Linked DNA regions of Mus musculus: regions 1, 2 and 3 are each linked to region 4. A link is a contact called in public Hi-C, HiChIP or PLAC-seq and Micro-C data. All regions are on one chromosome and are shown on one strand. Each heading gives the region's core, a stretch centred on a gene start, on an enhancer-like site or on the middle of the called end of the contact. The rest is flanking DNA. Distances are from core to core; before and after follow the strand shown.

The links. Hi-C and Micro-C count contacts between places; a contact is called where the count stands out from the background. HiChIP or PLAC-seq counts read pairs in DNA pulled down with a chosen protein or histone mark.
Region 1: a Micro-C map of palatal mesenchyme shows a contact between it and region 4, with 2.2 times the contacts expected there. The contact joins two enhancer-like sites. A contact is called at or near these places in 8 of 484 Hi-C or Micro-C datasets (the HL-1 cell line, the N1E-115 cell line, bone marrow-derived macrophages and 4 more), 8 of 115 datasets of contacts at active chromatin or transcription factors (embryonic basal ganglia, embryonic forebrain, embryonic limb bud and 3 more) and 1 of 9 other capture datasets (embryonic stem cells).
Region 2: a contact with region 4 is called in an H3K4me3 HiChIP or PLAC-seq map of embryonic limb bud, with 5 times the contacts expected there. The contact joins two enhancer-like sites. A contact is called at or near these places in 1 of 15 datasets of contacts at CTCF or cohesin (large pre-B cells), 9 of 484 Hi-C or Micro-C datasets (the HL-1 cell line, the N1E-115 cell line, bone marrow-derived macrophages and 5 more), 9 of 115 datasets of contacts at active chromatin or transcription factors (VIP interneurons, astrocytes, embryonic basal ganglia and 5 more) and 1 of 9 other capture datasets (embryonic stem cells).
Region 3: a contact with region 4 is called in a Hi-C map of the N1E-115 cell line, with 2.8 times the contacts expected there. The contact joins two enhancer-like sites. A contact is called at or near these places in 1 of 15 datasets of contacts at CTCF or cohesin (large pre-B cells), 8 of 484 Hi-C or Micro-C datasets (the HL-1 cell line, the N1E-115 cell line, embryonic stem cells and 4 more), 8 of 115 datasets of contacts at active chromatin or transcription factors (embryonic hindbrain, embryonic midbrain, embryonic stem cells and 2 more) and 1 of 9 other capture datasets (embryonic stem cells).

What each region holds. Positions count from the first base shown.
Region 1 is chr7:143,407,330-143,410,029 of GRCm38.p6, reverse strand. The region is part of intron 15 of Kcnq1 (potassium voltage-gated channel, subfamily Q, member 1); the gene reads right to left. Among named protein-coding and RNA genes, the nearest start is that of Cdkn1c, 52 kb to the left of the region's middle. Within about 2 kb of position 1,334, at least 55 of the 459 cell types and tissues checked have an H3K27ac peak or open chromatin away from gene starts, as enhancers often do. A contact at or near this core is called in palatal mesenchyme, where this site is marked.
Region 2 is chr7:143,388,206-143,390,905 of GRCm38.p6, reverse strand. The region is part of intron 15 of Kcnq1 (potassium voltage-gated channel, subfamily Q, member 1); the gene reads right to left. Among named protein-coding and RNA genes, the nearest start is that of 4933417O13Rik, 59 kb to the right of the region's middle. Within about 2 kb of position 1,360, at least 61 of the 459 cell types and tissues checked have an H3K27ac peak or open chromatin away from gene starts, as enhancers often do. A contact at or near this core is called in the N1E-115 cell line, embryonic limb bud and uterus, where this site is marked.
Region 3 is chr7:143,339,445-143,342,144 of GRCm38.p6, reverse strand. The region is part of intron 11 of Kcnq1 (potassium voltage-gated channel, subfamily Q, member 1); the gene reads right to left. Among named protein-coding and RNA genes, the nearest start is that of 4933417O13Rik, 10 kb to the right of the region's middle. Within about 2 kb of position 1,419, at least 14 of the 459 cell types and tissues checked have an H3K27ac peak or open chromatin away from gene starts, as enhancers often do. A contact at or near this core is called in the N1E-115 cell line, where this site is marked.
Region 4 is chr7:143,152,621-143,155,346 of GRCm38.p6, reverse strand. All of the region lies in intron 2 of Kcnq1 (potassium voltage-gated channel, subfamily Q, member 1), which reads right to left. Among named protein-coding and RNA genes, the nearest start is that of Gm28821, 13 kb to the right of the region's middle. Within about 2 kb of position 1,311, at least 105 of the 459 cell types and tissues checked have an H3K27ac peak or open chromatin away from gene starts, as enhancers often do. A contact at or near this core is called in the N1E-115 cell line, embryonic limb bud, palatal mesenchyme and 1 more, where this site is marked.

The DNA of each region.
Region 1 (2,700 bases), core at 85-2,584, 250 kb before region 4:
CCCAGGGAATCAGGCCTGCTGAGCCTGTCTCTTAAGACTCAGACTGAGCCCCCAAGGGTCTATGAACTCCTTGCTCTCTTTCCAACACCCAGTTCCTATCAGAATTCTTTCCCTCTGAAACACATGGGTTTGCTCTCAGACAAAGACAAAGCACTTCCTCCTTTAGCAAAAGAACCTTGAATTAGCCACTTAATTCACTAGGGGGTCCGTGTAGTGGTACACTGCCCTCTGGTCATTGGACAGAAGAAAAGCTAACAGGGGCCTCTCAGGTAACCAGGCTGTGTGGGGAGGGAGGTTGTTCTTCAGGTATTTTCCTTCTTCCTGCTACTGAAATGCAGAGGTGATGGCAACCCTGGGAGAAGCCATAGGGGTGCCACTTTGTAGACAGAGAAGCATCCAGAGAGCAGAGGCGATTCCTGGTCTGACTGCTGCTCTAGGCCCCTGGAAGCTCTTAACTGAGACACCACAGTCATCATCTCAGCCAAAGCTCAACCAATCTGCACTGCCCTCCTCACAGCATGGCCGATGCTCTGCTTGCTCCTTGAGACCTAGCACATTCTACTCCTAGCTTGACATATCCACATATAAGTTACCTCTGAGCTGTGTTTTAAGCCACATGACTAGCTCTGAGTGACCACAAAGCCCAGAATCCTTAGGATGCAGCTCCCATGCCACCCACTGCTTGGTGGTACCCACCCTGCCTCTTTCTCCCTGGCCTTAAGGCTTGCCACAAGAACACTGTGCCCTACCTCAGTGGGTCTGGCTGTAACCATGTGGTGCCAGTGGGCTGAGAATACCAGTAGGAAGGGGTTGTGGGTTCCTCTAGAGCAGGCAGAGATCCAGCTAAGCTGGGGGGAGGCTGAGGACCTAGTGATGCCTGCTGCCCCAGGCCTGGTCCTTTTTGAGCCTTATTGGGCCCCAAACAAGCACGGTATTTCCTATGACAGCTGTAGGCTTGCAGGTGAGCCTTGTGGAAGCAGGGGCAGGAGCGGGAGAAAGGGCTGAGATGCTGGCTGGGTGAACTGACAGCCCGCCCAAGTTTCCACAACTGTCTGCACAGAGCTGCACGGTGGTTTCCACAGGCTCTGCCAAGTGGCGGCTGCCGGCTCGGCCTGGGGTTCTGACCCCCGACAGGGCCTGCTCTCTGCCAGGCAGCCCTGAGAAGCTAGGGCAGACAGGGCCCAAAGAGTTAAGCCACCCTCCACCCCATCTCATTCCTACAGTTTTCTGTCCAAGGCACAGCTGACGTGAAAAACAATAGCATTCCCTTGGAGAGGTTCGGCTGCGGGCTGAGGCCCCCCTCCCCAATAATTACTCAAGACATTGGCACGAGCCAGGCCTGGTTAGGTAACAGGCTGCTCGCTCGCTCCGGAGACTTATAACTCACAGTCAGTTACACATAATCTCTGTAGACAACAAAATCGTTTCCAGGATGGTGGGGAGGGTGAGGCCTTGTGGAGAGGGTACAGGGGGCAGAAGGGGCAGAGACCAGGGTAAGGTGGGGGTAGGGTGTTATTGTGGGGACTACCAGGAGTCTCAGGGATGCAGCTAGGGAACTCGGGGTGTTGATGAAGCAACTATGGTAAGGGAGGGAGTTGCCCTGCCTCCTCTCTACAATACTCCCCACCCTTGTCCTAGTCCTTGGAAATGGGAGGCCACCCTAGTCTGGTCTGCTATTGAGCAGAGCTCCAGAGGCGCTCATTCATACTGGAGTGTGAATGACTGCTTTGGGTGCTTCCTCCTCCTCTCCTGACAGCCTCACAGAGGACAATTTATTGCCTGTTTACTGTCCATGGCTCACTGTACATGACTTCCTCAAGGGCAGGGCCACATACTGCACCCCCTGCCTCTCCCCACTCCCCGTGTTCCCAGAGTACATAGCAGACATTCAGGAAATATCTGCCAAGAACAACGGAGGACATCTAACCCGAAGAAAGCAAGCGTCCGTGGGGTGGAGTCAGGCACATGGGAGGGGTGCCTGACAGGGAGGGTAGCGGAGCTGTAGGTGCTCTGTCACCCTTCAGGGCTCATTCTCCTGGCACTGGGACTCTTCCACAGGAAACCCGCCCATTTTCCTGGAAGGATGCTGAGCTAAGCAGGCAAGGATCGGGAAGGTTTGTGTCTGGAAGGACCTCCCTCAGCCTCCCTCTGGCAACTGGGCAGCTGAGTCAGGCCACTGAAAGCTGGGATAGTATGAGGGAAGAGTCTAGCTCATGTCTAATCTAAACCTAGCCTGGGACTGGGCTTAGTAGGGATTGGGGAGGGAGCTTCCCTCCTTCCTTCTGTATATCTCTGGATTTTTCATCCCTTCATGACTGAGTCTCTGAGTACAAAGACACCCGTGGGCACATGAGTTGAGCACACCACTGCTTTCTTTGCAAACCAGCCTTTGGAGGCAGACTTGACCTGCTGACCTCAGGTTCCCTGTCTAGTCCTTCAGACCTTGTTCATCTGTTGTTCTTCACTCAGCTCAGAAGACCCAGCGGACAGGCAGCATGGCTCTTGTCATGTCCCATGTGGGCCAAATGAATGTGGTACCAAGAGGGAACCCAGTGGGTACTCAGTCCTTGCTTTCCTGCCTCTTCTTTGAAGTCCCTGAGACTTCTGGGATGCAAGAGCTCCTGGACTTTTTCTGCCTACCCTCTAGTCTCCTGTATGAGCTCAGTCCTCTCATCGCCCACGCACACTACTCTCTATAGC
Region 2 (2,700 bases), core at 111-2,610, 240 kb before region 4:
TTCTCTGTTTGGCTTTGCACTGAGGCCTATTAATAGCACCTCAGCTCACTATTTTTGGACGCCCCTCCCTCAGAGGTCTTCCCTGACCACCCTGGCTCCTCCCGGCACAGTGCCCTGCTCTGTCTCTGCATGGTAATTTTCCCAGTCTGTAATTACGTGGTGTATTTTCGACCAGGGGCCGCTTCGTAGTGCCAGGAGCTCTGTCCTGTCCCTGCGGCACCTCCAACACTGTCTGCTGTCTGGGACATAGCAGGGGCTTCAGTGGGGACTGTGGGAAGGAAGGAGTGGACCGTGGGCAGCCTGGGATTCTCCCTCAATGCCCAAGCAGCCAGCCTCTAGCCTCAGTGTGGTACTTGGCAGTGGGCAGGGAGAACCAAGCCTGACAGTGCCCGTAGTGGTGCCCATAAGAGGAGGCGGAAGCAGGTGCTTCCACTTGCCACGTGCCGGGCACTGGGCCAGGTGCTCAGCAGGGAAGGTTCCAGGTAATGTAGCCCATGAGCCTGGAGGAAGTGTTCTTATCTTCTTCTAGATGAGGGAATTGAGATGCCAAGGGACTCATGGGGGCTCCAAACTTGGCCCTCTTTTCTGTAACTCTGTCCTAGCCACTGTTAGGGGCTGCACTGAGGCAGGGGCATGGGATGAGGACAGATGGGGCCTCAAGATGTGGAACTAGATCAGGGGCAGGTGAGGGGGTGGGGAGAAAGGGGGAATCCTAGTGGGTGGTGGCTAGTAGGAGGGCCATGGGGAAGGGATGCTCCTGAGATAAGGGCAGAGAGCCAGGAGGGGGTAGGGAAGCTTGGAGAGATGCCAGGCCCCGGCAGTACCTAAGCTCAAGCTACCCACATTGCCAGCAGATCTCACCGTATGGAGAAGGGACCAAGTGTGACATTTCAGCCAGAATGGTGGCTGAGGCAAGCTGGCTAGTCTGTCACCTTAGGGTCACCACCCAGGTCCCTCTGTGCTCTAGCCAGCAGTACCAACATTCATCCCTTAGGCCTCCAGACAAGAAAGTCACACTGAGGAAGAGTAGGCAAGGGGAGGCAGAGAGCCTCAGAGATGGGAGGTACCACGGTTTGCTGGCTTCAGGCTTTGCTTTCCAAAAGAGGGTCTCAGGGGGCCAGGAATGGGGTGGGCAGGAGTGGTGGGCTGTGGAGAAAGTATGATAGATGGAGAGAGGGGAGAGAGAGTTCTGGAGAGAGTGGGAGGAAGTGAGGGGGAGGAGGGGCAGCTGGAGGTAAAAGGGGGCTGGGGCATGGCCTGGAGTAGGAGGCTCAGCAGCGGGTAAGGGAGGGGAGGGCAGAGCACTCCCTGGCCTGTGTCATGCCTGCCACTGAGCCTGTGTGTATGCACATGTATGCGTGCGTCCCTGGGGTGGATCTGGGGACACACATTGAGCGGGAAGGCTGGCTGCTAGGCTGAGGAGAGCCCTGGGCCTGTGGGGAATGTTCCAAGGAGAGATTTATTAGTGAAACAAAAGCATATTTTTTAGGCAGGACTGTTTGTACAGTTATTTCATGACATCGCCTTGGCCTCGGGCCCAGAGCAGAGCGGCCGAGGAGGCCCCGCACGGCTGGCCGGGTGCACAGGCCTATTCGTTAGCTGGCCGTCCTCTCCCGTCCTTATCTGGTCCTGGACATCAAAGCGGGGGCTTTTCATAAATGAATTAAAATAGCATACACACAGCACCGGGGCGGAAGACCCCAGGCCAATTAGCTCTAAGTAGGGTGAGAGGCCTTTCAGAGACGAGCCCCTTTCTGAAGGAGTCGCAGCGGCTTGTCAAACTCGATGAAATATTTTGCCCAAAGCTCATTAAAATAATGAACCTGCATTTCTTTCCTCAAGAGAATAATTAGCAGACTTCCAAATGGGTTAAAGCAGCAATTTAGAAGTGGCCCCCCTTAATCGTCCCATTTACTACATTTTGTGACAAGGAAACTCTGGCGCCTTGGGGAGGAGCCGAGAGTCTCGGCATTGGCTCTGTGTGGTGACGGCAGGGCTGTGGAGCTGGGTGGGAGCTGGGGGGCCTGCAGAGAGGGCTGCGTTCAACTTGGGATCCTGCCTATCTCTGCCACCTCCCTTGCTTTGCAACCATAGGCCCCCTCCTCCTTGTACATCTATCTATAACAGGTTGGTTAGAGACTGGAGGCCTGAGGGTTAGGGCCATCACCATGCTGGGAGAATATCAACTCTAAGATACAAGAGAATGAGGGTATCAGATGTAGGCTCTGCTTCAGAACAGGTACAGACGAAGAGAACGCCAACAGGTAGGTGATCTGAGCCTTAGCATAATCAAGGGCAGAGCCCTGGTACATCAGAGACTCCGAAGAGGAAACGAGAAGATACCACTTAGGGAGATGTTGGGGGAATACATGAGTTGAGGGCTGAATGGATTGAGAAGGGTGAGCTCAGAGTGAGCCAGGGGCTGTGTCCCTAGATGTTGATAACTTTGATGGCCAATGGGCAGAGTGGCAAGTTCATCTGGTGCAACAAGTGTGGGACAGACAAGAGGGTCATAGGCAGGCTGGTCTCCTGCTGAGAGTCATCCACCCTTCCCCATGCTGCTAACAGGGAGGTTCAACTTTTGACAGTAGCCTGAGGTAGCCCTGGACAATCCAGAGAGCAGCAATAAATTCAAATGTGGCTGAATCTAAAGGTTGAGTGGTCCTCAGCAGGAGCCTCCAAGACCACCTTGCTTTGCTT
Region 3 (2,700 bases), core at 170-2,669, 190 kb before region 4:
GGAGTCTATCAGGATGCTGAGAAGGCTCATCTGTGGGAACCCCTGAGGACATTCTGAGGGGGCTCATGACCACATAACACATGAAGACCCCTCAGCCCTATTCTAACTTGTCATGTTGCCCAGTCAAATATAGCTGTGTCAAATATAGCATCTGGGTGAAATATACACCTTCTGGGATCTACATGTGGCCCCCCTCACTAGGGTGAAGTGGGGGGAGGGGCACAACAATCCAACCTGTGCTTCCAAAGGTGGGAAAAACTCTTTTCTTTGTCTATCCAAGAGCTGGGTCAAGAGGAGCTGCTGCCCTACCCCCGCCTAGCTCTTTCCCGCCTAGTCCTGGGCCTCCTTCGGGCCTAGTCCATGAAGGAAGAGCTGGCCTCCTGCCCAGCAGTAATCTCTGCCCTTCCTTATGGGTAGATTGTGAAGTTCTGCAAACTCAACACTGTTCTCAGAGCCTGGGCTTAGCTGTCTTCCAGGGTGTTCTGTCAGTGTGGATAAGCAGTTTTTCCATGTATTTTCAAGATAGCTTGCTCAAGCCAGAGAGATTGCTTTGGAACTAAATGTTATCTAGACCCATCTGGGAAGCACAAGGAAACTGGTTCCCCAGGGCTGACTGCCTTACCTGCTTAAGTTAGCCTTGCCCATCCCCCTACCCCTACCCCAGGACCTTCCCTTTAGCCTTTGAACACTGTCCACCATGATCCCACAACCTGGCCTGGCTATTCATTTCCTCTCCCTATGTACTTGATCCTGCCCTACCTGACTCTTCTGTAGGAATCCTGCCCTATAGGTCTATTTCCCCAGAGGTAGACCTTTCTGCTCAGATACCTGTGATAGCCATGAGCTGTCAGCCTTAGGAACAGTGTATCTTTTTTTTTTTTTTTTTTTTTTTTTTTTTTTTGAGGGCTCTGTTTCCTCAAAGCTGTGTCCCCAAAACTTGGTGTGCAGTGGGGGTGTTGATACTGCTTCAGTCAAAACCAGCAGGGACAGAGTGCTGACTGCTCCAGGGTGCAAAGCTGACCTGCTGGGCAGAGGCAACACAGTGGGCAGGGCCCTCCCGGGGCCACCACCCGGTCCCCCCAGCCCCTCCCTCCTTCCCTAAAGGGAAGGAGAGGTTAATAAACCAATTACTTTGGGCAACGAAGCAAAATAAGTCCCATTAAAGTAATTAATGTCCTTTGCACAGTCCCCATTGGAGAAGACTAATAAATTGGGGCTTTGTCACCATCCGGTAATTTCTCTCTAAGGCGTTTCTTCACCCCCATCCGACAGCACAGTTTAAGGCTCTGTTAATGCTTTTAAGACGGGCTCAATGCCAGACTAATTAGATTTGCATTTCCACCATGGGCCAGGCTGGGCGCGGATGTGCCCAATGAGAGAGGCTCCAGGACCCTGCCGGGGCCCAGGGACAGCACCCGCCTTTGAGAAGGGGCCATGTGTGGATTCCCACGCCTGCCTGGGGCGATGGCCTGCTACCCTGTCTGCCTGCTCAGCTTCCCGGTCCCCGGGGAACAGGGCCTATGGCTTTGATCCAGGAAGAGGCCAGACTTCATTCTCAGGGGGTCCCGCCATGAATGGTCCCCACTAGGGCCTACAGAGGTCAACAGTATGGTCCATGTCTTGGGGTCTCTCCAGAGCTCTGTAAGGCCAGGCCCTGTTGGCTTTTAGGAGGACAGTATAGAAAAAGGGGACAGAACAATATAAACATTGAGGAGCTGGACAGACACAGCCCAGCCAAGATAGCCAACCCTGGCATTGGGATAAGTTGTGTAAACAGTTGGCACCCTTAGTGGATGATAGAGAGAGGCTTAACTTCTTTTCCTAACCTATAGTCTCACCTAATACTAAGAAAAATGTGACAGAACTCAGCTTAGACACCCCAGAACCTTTGGAGAACCCATGGTCATATCAAAGATAGAAAGAAATAGTTCCGGTCTAGAGGAGCTTCAGGAGGTAGGACCTGTAGTTGTATGGAATCCTGGATGGATCCTGGACCAGGAAGGGGATATGAGGGGATGCTGAAGATTCAAATAGAGTGAACTGTGTGAGGCACGGTGGGTACTGGTGGGTACTGCTGCTCATCGGTAATGAATAGACACTGAGATATTATGTTCCTGACAGACACTGGAGAGGACATGTAGGGACTCTGTACTGACTCTGCAATGATCTTATAATTATAAAACTGTCCTACAATATGCTTCACTTCAAATGAATCAAATACAATAATAGGGAGAGATAAGAGGCTGGTGGAAGGAGAGGGGTCTTCGTATCATTCCTTCTTGCCTGTGGCACAGGTAGATAGGTGTCTGTCACTGAATTGGACATAATCAATACATCATCTAGGAGATGGAGATAAGCCAAAGTAGATCATCAACAACCCATTAGGTGCTGAAGTCTCCACAGTACCCCTGCAACCCAGTACCTGAAGGAAAGAAGAGCCTCACTGGGCAAGAGATGCTAAGGCCTGAAGCTAGCTATACTCACTCCTCATGGAAAGATGTTCCCTGGGCATTTCAACCATGCAACTCTTGGCCTGAAATCATGCTGAATGAAAATATGGAGAGTAAGTCCTGGGTTGAATTCAGCCTGCTCTAACACTTGAACTCTGAGGGTTCCTCCCCTCCCTAGACCCTGTTATCCTATTTTGTGTGATGGACGCCATTGCCAAGAAGATCACCATGAGCTCAAGTAGCTCCATGG
Region 4 (2,726 bases), core at 62-2,561:
AGACCAGGCAGTGGGACACATGGCCAAATACAGTGCAAGCAGCAACGGTACACTAGGTACAACCCAAGGCGTGTCTCAGCCAAAAAAACAGAACACCCGCTGTGACTCCAAGCAACAGAAGATGGAGAGCTAAGAGCAAGCTCTACAACAGATAGACCGTGAAAACAAACTAAACCAAAGCAAAACCTAGACACAGCACCAAGACATGAAGCTAGGCGCTGAATTTAACGCCAATAAAGTCTCCACTGGCAGGAAAGGGTGTGAAAACGAATGCAAGAACATGTGAGGCCCTGCTGAGTGTGAACGAGGGTCTGGGACCTGGGGAGCTGACCCTGTTCCACTTGAAAGTAGGACCCAGCAAGGGCTGTTTTAAGGGCTCAGAGAGCCCACCGGATCTCATTTTGCCCCTGGGAAACTGAGGCCTGCCAAGAGAGTTACAGAAAGCAAGGGCGGGCCAGGAAGGGTCCAGCTGCAGGGAGGTGGGTCGCCCCTGCGGGGCCAGGGAGCCTCACAGTAAGGGAGGAAACTGGAGAGATGACCTCATCCCCCAGGCCTCCGGCCGCGCGGCTCACGGGTTTTAACCGCAGGCATGGCGGGACAGTTCCCTGGTATGCGGGCTGTGGGGCTCACGGAGCTGGAGTGTGTGCTAGGACTTTTTCAATGCAGCTGTCTTTGTGTGGGATTTGAAAACAAGCTGGGGTTTGAGAGACAAAAAACAGCCCTGCACCTGGGCCTGGCCAGGGTCTCCTATTGCAAGGAGGGGTGGGTGGGTTTGGCGGCGTGCATGCACATTCAGCAGACTTGCACGTACACGGCGTGCACACACATGTGCGCCACGTCTACAGATGTACATACAGCTTGCTCTAGATTCAGAGGCCGGATTGGGGGCTGGGCGGCGGGAGGGGGGGTGTCCTCCTTGGGGCCACAAACAAGTTTCAAGGCCAAGCACACCTATAACACCCCTGATCAAAGTTCTAGCCAGACCCTGGCCTGGCAGGGCCCAGTTTTCTCCAAGAACAGCTTTTCAGACCCACAGAATATGCCTGGCTCAGCAGAATGCTTAATCCCTCGGAGGCCGCCTGGCTTCCTTGGCCCTGGCTGAGATAACAGGGCTCTGGCACCACGAAAGCCAGGCGCTGAGGCAGGAGTACCGGCGCTGGGGTTGGGGAACACAGCCTCGCGTGACTTCTTCTCCACCATTTACCCAATGTGCTCCCAGAATCCCTCACAGAGCTCCCTTGCCCTGGGCCCCCGTGGGGCACCGCGGGCTGTGGTTTGGGCTCCCGCGCTCGGCACTCTGGGCTCGGCCCAAGGGCTGCTGGAATGTGTGTTACAAGAGCGCCACCTGGTGTCTCCACAGCTCGTCAGAGGCTGCCCTGTCCTTAGCTCAAAGGCTGAAATAAACATCTTTGTTTTTCACCCAACTCCCGTCCACAGCATGTAGCAGCTGCATTCTACACTATGTCCCCCAGCCTGAGGCTCCAACAGCCATTCTCACCCTAGAGGCCTGGAATCCACAACCATGATATCTGCGTGGGCCTAGGACACATGCACCTTTCGGAGGCCATGAGCCATCTGCAACAGCACACAACTCCTCCTTACCTAACCCTTTGACCAATCATCATGTCTTCTAGGAAAATATCACCACCCTATATACAAGGTCCTTTGAGCCATACACTTCTTCACTGGTCCATATGTCCAGGCTGGACACACGCCAGCCTCACATCTGCTTCCCCAACACCATGGTCATGACTCTGAAGTAAGCCACTAGACACAGCCAGCTCAAATCCTGGAAGGTATGGCCTCTAAAGGCTAGCATGTGAGGATACAGCTTACGAACATGGCAAAGTTGGGGACAGACAATGGCTCAGCAGTTAAGATCCCTTGCTACGCTGGCAGAGGTTCTAAGTTTGGTTGGGTACGCATGTTGGGCTGTTCACAATCGTCTGTTACTCCATCTCTAGGGGATCTGCCACATTATCTTCTGGATTCTGTGGGCATTTCGAGCACACACACACACAGGAGGCGGCAGGGAGAGAGAGGCTTTAAAATAATGTGGCAAAGCCAAATGGGGAGGTTAAGACTAAAGCCAACTATACTTTCATCCCTATACTTTACAGTTGGAGACACTGAGGTTCAGGGGTATCATTGTATCCTTAGGGGGCATGCCTGGGAACAAGACTTAAAAAGAAGGGGGTTCTGTATCCTACTCCATATATACACTCTGAGCAGCCGGGGTGTTGAGCCTCCCTCTGCATAGTAGAAAAGTGTGAAAGAGATGTGAGCCTACTCAAAGAAGCCCATCATCACATCCAGGTTGCCCAGAAAAGAGCAGAGGGGAGTTCCAGAAGGGAGTGTGCAGCGTTGACCGGAGGTCAGTCCTAATAGTAGGAAAGCAACCCTGCTGGATATATATAGTGTTTGTGCAAAGGTCCTGAGGCAGTTGGGAGGGAGAGATGGGGAGGGAAGGGAGGTTTGGAGATGGGGGGGGGTGTATGCTTAAATGTGTGACACTCTGAAGACCATGAGGGAGAAATTGGAAATTATCCCAAACCACCCAGGGAGCGTCTGGGACACTCAGGTTTTTGTCCTATAAAATCTCTTCTTAGCTGTTGTGGGGCAGGGAGGGTCCAGGGAACGAGAAGGGGACAAAAGAGGTAATGAGGTCACTGCCCTCACAGTGGTGGACAAAGAGCCACTTCTGGGAAGCAGAACAGACTGGGGAG